Regions from separate parts of the Sus scrofa genome. Here region 2 is linked to region 1. A link is a contact called in public HiChIP or PLAC-seq data. All regions are on one chromosome and are shown on one strand. Each heading gives the region's core, a stretch centred on a gene start, on an enhancer-like site or on the middle of the called end of the contact. The rest is flanking DNA. Distances are from core to core; before and after follow the strand shown. Region 1 has its middle 84 kb from the start of MIR30D. Region 2 has its middle 28 kb from the start of MIR30D.

Region 1 (3,088 bases), core at 206-2,705:
CAACCAGAACTCCTGCAGGTATGTTTTTACAGTTGGTACATTCAAATCAGATCTAGGGGCCACCCATTAGGTGACCAATGCATCTCTTGTGTCTTCATCTATAACACTTCTCCCTTCGTCTTTTTCCCCGACCTGCCCTAGGCTGACTGTACCCTTGTGATGCTGGGCTGTGTGCTAGGGCTTTATAGGGATTATCAGGCCATCTTCCCTGCAAACCAAGGTCATCGTTATTCTGTCGTATTCCCATGGGCCGGTCTAGACAGTGGCACGTGTGTCCCATGCAGGAGCTCGGCTAGTGCCCGCTCAGCTGTCCGGGCAGTAGCTGCCATCATCTCCACTTGACAGAAAAATAAACTGAGGTGCAGAAAGATTAAGCACTGGAGTCTCTTCAGCCCTCACTGTTAGGCGGTCCTGCCACATCTGCAGCAGGGGCTGCCTCCCTTGACAGTTTCCTCTTCTCCCATGAAGCTCAGCAAAGAAAAAAGGTTAGAACAGAAGTGTATGTCCCTGGAGTTCCCATTGTGGCTCAGCAGTAACAAACCCGAGTAGTATCTATGAGGACACGGGTTCGATCCCTGGCCTCGAGCAGTGGGTTAAGGATCCCGCATTGCCATGGGCTACCGTGTAGGTCCAAGACACAGCTCAGATGTGACGTTGCTGTGGCTGTGCTGTAGGTCATCAGCTGCAGCTCCGATTCGACCCCTAAGCCTGGACTCTTCCATATTCTTCAGGTGCAGCCAAAAAAAAAAACCAATAAGTAAATAAATAAAGTATGTATATATGTCCCTATACACCACTATATATAAAAACAATAAATAACAAGGACCTACTATATAGCACAGGGAACTATACTCAATGTCTTGTAATAACCTATTACAGAGATTTGGGAAAAGAATATATATATAATTAGATAAATAACACTTGAAGCTAACACAACGTCATAAATCAACTATACTTCAATTTTTTTGTACTTCAATTTAGAAATGTTTAGTTAAACATTAAAAAAAAGAACTATAGGTCTCTTTTTTGGTGAACTGTGTCCCACACACCCTGCTTTCTTTTCTGGTTAACATTCTTCCATTCTACCAGACGCAGAGGGAACTCAGTCTGACTCTCCGCCGTCCGGAGGCTCCTGGTGTGCCTGGGAATACGGGAAATACAGGTACCTCTCCAATGCAAGGCAGGTGTTGAAAAGCCCTGCCTGCAGTAGTGGCTTCTCAACAGAGCAGCGAAAAATGCGCGGAGAAGTGATAACACCTGAGTAGGCAGCCGTTATTTGTGGATGGAAATATCGGAGAACATCAGGACGTTTGCCTGGTCTGCCCAGGGGAAGTACAAGCCATGAAGCCCAGTAAATACTTATTACTAAGCAAACAGAGTGGAGAACAATGCAAGGTTTGGTTTGAGAACTGCAGGGTTGTCATTTCACACTAGGCCACAAGAGGGCACTATAACATGATTTGGGGAAGAAAGTTGCTTTTGGTTTTGGTTTTGCATTTTCTTTACAGGGGGCCCAGGGGTCAGCAAGGTCTTGTAAGTTTCTAGCTGCTGGGGACTTGGTTAGTTCTGAGCCTCCCTAAGACCTCTGCCTGTGAAAGGGTGTTGGCCGAAATGTGAGACCGCAACATTTGTAAGGCAGGATAACAGGATTTTTTTTCCAAGCCTGACCTCATCGCCCTGGGTTCCTCCCTCCTCAGCTCCTAGTAAGAGGGTCCAGCAACCTGTTCTCTCCGCCACGATCCATGCCTCCAACCCTTTCTCCTCCTCTTCCAGGACCACCTTCTCTCTGAGTCCCCATAACCGGACAAACATAGTGGTTCCGCTAATATTTATTCCATTGGCTTGTAAGTATTTGTGTTATTTTAGTTAAGATCTCTTAGCAGTGAGAAAATGACTGATGCTCCAACTTGTCTCAGGTACATCCTGTGAAAGACCAGCAGCTCATTTGCCTCTGTCCCGAACCCATCCGGGGAGCTGACTTTCCATCTCTGCTGACTGGTCCTGGGTCAGTAGTTTCCTTGGGTCCCCATAACAGGAGCTGCTGGAGGCCAGGGACACACCCCAGCCCCTGCTGTATCCTCGGGGCCAAGCAAAGAGCTGGGCTGTGGCTGGTGCCCAAGGAACGCTTACTGGATGGAGAACAAGAGGATGAGTGGAACAGCTCTTCTCATTCCATGATCAGGGCCCTGACCTTCAGGCTACACTACACTAGCAGCCTCGAAGGCTCACACATGCGCCACAGCGGAGGGACTGGTGGCAGCAAAAGGACAGCAGCTCCTCTGGTCCCTCCCCTGCTCCCAGCCTCCAAGGCTTCCTAAGGCACTTACAAGAAATCCTAACTCCTCCCTGTGACATACGAGGCCCCGCCTCCCAGCCTCCCCACCCGCCAAACCGACCTCACCCCTGCCACACCCCCCACGGACCAGGCTCGGAGGAAACACACACCCTTCCCGCCCTCGAGGTGGGCCGGCCCAGGCAGGTTCCTCTCCCTGGAATGCCCCTCCTTCTCATCATCCAAGGCTGTGATGATTTGACATTAAGATCCCAGTTTTTTTGGTTTTTGGTTTTGGGGGGGGAGTTCGGTCTTTTTAGGGCCATACCTGTGGCATATGGAAGTACCCAGGCTAGGAGTCGAATCAGAGCTACAACTGCCGGCCTCCTCCGCAGCCACAGCAATGCCAAATCCGAGCCACATCTGTGTCCTACACTGTAGCTTGCAGCAACCCTGGATCCTTAACCCACTGAGTGAGACCAAGGATCAAACCCACATCTTCACAGACACTATGTGGGGTTCTTAAACTGGTGAGCCACAACAGGCACTCCTTAAATTACTTGATGCTTTTAAATCACCGGCGTACAGTAAGCACATGATAGCTGTTATTATTGATACTTGCTCTTGAGTCAAGAGGCTGTGTGTGTGTGTGTGTGTGTGTGTGTCTCCTTAGCAGAGCTGTCAACTCGGAGAGGGTAGGGGTGGTGACCGTGCCCCCCTTTTCCCAGAACTTTCCATCCTATGGTGAACAGTGGCATCTCTCCGGTCTCAGATGGAAACTAAGGCTTCTTGGATTTTGGGGGGGGGGCCTGCCAA
Region 2 (3,305 bases), core at 387-2,886, 56 kb after region 1:
GAGTTTTACATCTGATGCAGAAGGCAAATAAATCAAGACTTAAAGGAATGGGTGTGAAGTGATATATTACACCACAAGATGCCATGGGAGCAGGGGATAGGAAGAGTCAAACCATACATGGATGTCCAGAGAAGTTTTCTCTAGGTGAAGTGCATAAACGACCCAACACAAAGTATACAACAGCGTCAGAAGCCAGCTGTGTACCCAGTGCTGGGGAAAAGGGACTGATTAGTTCTGAGTAGGTCCAGCAAGACTTCTCGGAAGAGATTACATTTTAGTTAGAACTTGAAAGGCTTAAGGGAATTAATTCCTGGAAAGAAAGTGGTGGGAGGAGGGGCTATAAGACAAGGAAGGAGACGGACATATACTTTTAAAAAGTAAACAGCAAATCTAAAGTTAAATAGTACTACATACTTTTAGAACTAACATGAGGCAGTAAGTGATTAAGTGCTAAGTCAGAGGAAAGGACTAGAAGCACAAGTTTAAGGAATGATGAGGTGAACAGTGGGTCCGAAACTTAAGGTGCCTGCACAGCTGAGCCTTTTGTGGGCTGTGGACGCTGAGTAAATGTTGGTTAACGGAGTTAATCTTTCCTCAGGTAGCTAGAAATTGTGGAGGACCTGGAGCTCCTTGGTACTGTTTACACTTTCACCAAAACCTTAGAAGAAACTTAGGCTCCCCAAGGGAGCTAAGGAAAGCACCATTCCGTTGGCTGTTCGGGGTCAAACTGAGAACCAAACAACTGCCATCCAAAACTGCACCAAGGCAGTCCAGCCCCTACGTCCAGAGTTCTAAACCTTTTGGGAGATGGGAAGGGGGTGGTGTGGATTAAAAACAGATCCACGGAGAACAAAAGAAGCTCTTTACACGTTCTTCTGTGGTGTTTTTCCCCCTCTAAAGGAAGGCTATGTAGGAAAGAGTCTGGGTCTTCACCATTACCTGACATTGAGCATATCACTTAATCTCAATCTCCCTGCGTCCTGTGTCCCCGTTTGTAAAATATGGAGGTTGTGGGCTCCGTATTAATATCTAGGGTCTATGTCAGGTGAAGTGGTTTTCACATTCTCTTTTAATTCTCACAACCACCATGGTAGATTTTGCTAGCCCCATTTTACCCAAGATATTCAGAGTGTTTAAGTAACTCATCGAAGGTCACACAGCAAATAGGCTGAGCCAGACTGCAATCCGGGGTTCCCTGACTCTATCACCACGCAATCCCAGTTCGTATACCAGTTAACCTCCCTTTACCACTGGCCAGGACTCCCTTCTCTCGAAAACCGAATCGCCCCCTTTCCTCCCACCGAAACTCCCAAGCAACGCGCCCCTTTTCGCTCTGCGCACGCTCAATTGGTCAGGAAGAATTTTCGCTCTGCCTTGGGAAATTTTTCACGCCACTCTGGCAGCCGAGCCCGCCCCGCCCACCGCTTCTCCTCACTGGATTGGTCGATCTCAGGGAGGCGACAAGGAGACCCAGACGATCCCTCCACCCTCCCCCCCCCACGTAACGCTCTGGGTGCGCGCGCTCCGAGCGTGCGTGCGTGCGTGCGTGTGGGTGAGCACGTGAGGCCCCAGAACGTGCACAGAAGGAGGGGCAGGAAGCGGGGGGCGAAGGGCGGGGCTCCCGTTGCCATGGCAGTGACGTCAGGCGTCGGCGAGCGAACCCAGCCCCTTCCCCACGCGCGCGCGCGCACATACAGAGCTACATGCACCCGCGCGTGCACCGCCGCTCTCCCTCAGACACACTGGAGGGAAAGGTCAAACTAAAGGCGAGGGAGCCGGGAGGCCAGAGGGAGCCGACGCCGCTGCCGCCGCCGCCGCCGCCGCCGCCGCGCGCCATGACGGACGGGGCTGAGGCCGCTTTCTCTCCGCCGCCGCCGCCGCTGCCGAGCCGCGGCTCTCGTCGCGCCCCCTACCCCCGCCTCCCGCGCCCCCTCCCCCCCGGTGCTCGCGCGTCCACGCGCCCCCTCCCCCTCGGCGCTCCAGGCGCGCGTCGGGCCCGGGGCGCGCGCCGGCCCGAGCGGGCGCGGGAGGGTGGGGGCCGCGGCTGGCTGGCGGCCTCCTGGCGCGACCCCAGACCCCCTCGCCTGGCCCCTCGGCTAGAGCCCCCCAGGTGAGTGCGGTGGCGGGGCGAGGGTGTCAGGAGCGGAGAGGGCACCTGGCGAGCTCAGCCCCTTGCTTGACCCCTTCCGGGGGCGCTGACAGGCGCGCGGGACCCGGCCTCTGGGGGGCGTCGCGGGGTCAGCCTGTTCCGGGGCCCCTTTGGGCGCCCCTGCCCCTCAGGGTCGGTCCCCGCAGTGGTGGGGGGCTCGGGGCAGGCGTGAGTGCAGCCGCCAGGCAGGAGTTGGCTGGGCGACTCGGGCGTGGGACAGGCGACGAGAGGCAGGTGGGCCCCTCTCTGGGGCTTGGGACAGCGCGGGGAGGGGGCGGGGGCCGGGCCAGGTGCGCGCGGGGGGCCCGCTGGAAGCTCTCACGACGTGCTTGCTGGGCAGTTGGGAGAAACTCTGCCCGGGGGACTAGGCGCCCTGCTTTTGCCCGGGCCAGCGAAAGCGGCGGATTTTACAGAAAAACTCGGGGGAAGCCTGGCTGGCCCCCGAAAGGAAGAAGGACCTAGAGGACCCTCCTGGGGGGACCCAGACTTGAACACATCTGCCTGTGGGTAGCACTAGGGCATGGTGTGCGAACGTTGCCATGCCAGTGTTTAATGTTTGTTGCTTATGGTTATTTTTGGACTAAATGATTTAAAAAAAAAAAAAAGTTACTTGGAAGAGAGGGAACTGCTTGAATGGTCATGAGTTCTTCCCTGTGTATGCAGGAAATGGGTTAATCTTTCACACCGCCACCCCCCAACTGAATCTATGCCCAGTGGACTTGCAGAGTAATAAATACAAAACTCTAAAGCCCCGAAACGAGGTAATGTTTTTGTCTGATGAGTTTCAGGTGTCAGGCTCCGGGTTCTGTGGGAGAAAAATAGAAGCAGGACACCGAGGTACTTGATATGCTCAAGCAGTCGTCTTTTTGTAATAAGCTTTGGAGCCCGTCAAAGTGGAGTTTAGTTATAACTGCCAGGGTTAAGTAATCACATTGACCCAGGGCCGCCCACCAATCAGGAGCTTCTCTGGAAGTAACTTGGAAGACTGCTCTCAGCCCAGGACTCGCTGGTTGTGAATAACCAGTGCTTCTGCCGATTTTTTCCCCCCTCTTTCGTTTTCCACTGTTATAATGCATGCAGTCTGTTTAGCAAACGTTAGAATGAATTACCCATAGTTGAACTGCTCTCCACTGAATCGCTTTTAACTTCTCAGGTG

What was found. HiChIP or PLAC-seq counts read pairs in DNA pulled down with a chosen protein or histone mark.
Region 2: a contact with region 1 is called in an H3K27ac HiChIP or PLAC-seq map of skeletal muscle. The contact joins two enhancer-like sites. A contact is called at or near these places in 13 of 47 Hi-C or Micro-C datasets (alveolar macrophages, embryonic fibroblasts, fetal heart ventricle and 6 more) and 2 of 2 datasets of contacts at active chromatin or transcription factors (alveolar macrophages and skeletal muscle).

Annotation. Positions count from the first base shown.
Region 1 is chr4:6,862,951-6,866,038 of Sscrofa11.1, forward strand. No RefSeq gene overlaps it. Among named protein-coding and RNA genes, the nearest start is that of MIR30D, 84 kb to the right of the region's middle. Within about 2 kb of position 1,456, at least 34 of the 83 cell types and tissues checked have an H3K27ac peak or open chromatin away from gene starts, as enhancers often do. A contact at or near this core is called in alveolar macrophages, retroperitoneal adipose tissue, skeletal muscle and 1 more, where this site is marked.
Region 2 is chr4:6,919,080-6,922,384 of Sscrofa11.1, forward strand. No RefSeq gene overlaps it. Among named protein-coding and RNA genes, the nearest start is that of MIR30D, 28 kb to the right of the region's middle. Within about 2 kb of position 1,637, at least 75 of the 83 cell types and tissues checked have an H3K27ac peak or open chromatin away from gene starts, as enhancers often do. A contact at or near this core is called in alveolar macrophages, retroperitoneal adipose tissue, skeletal muscle and 1 more, where this site is marked.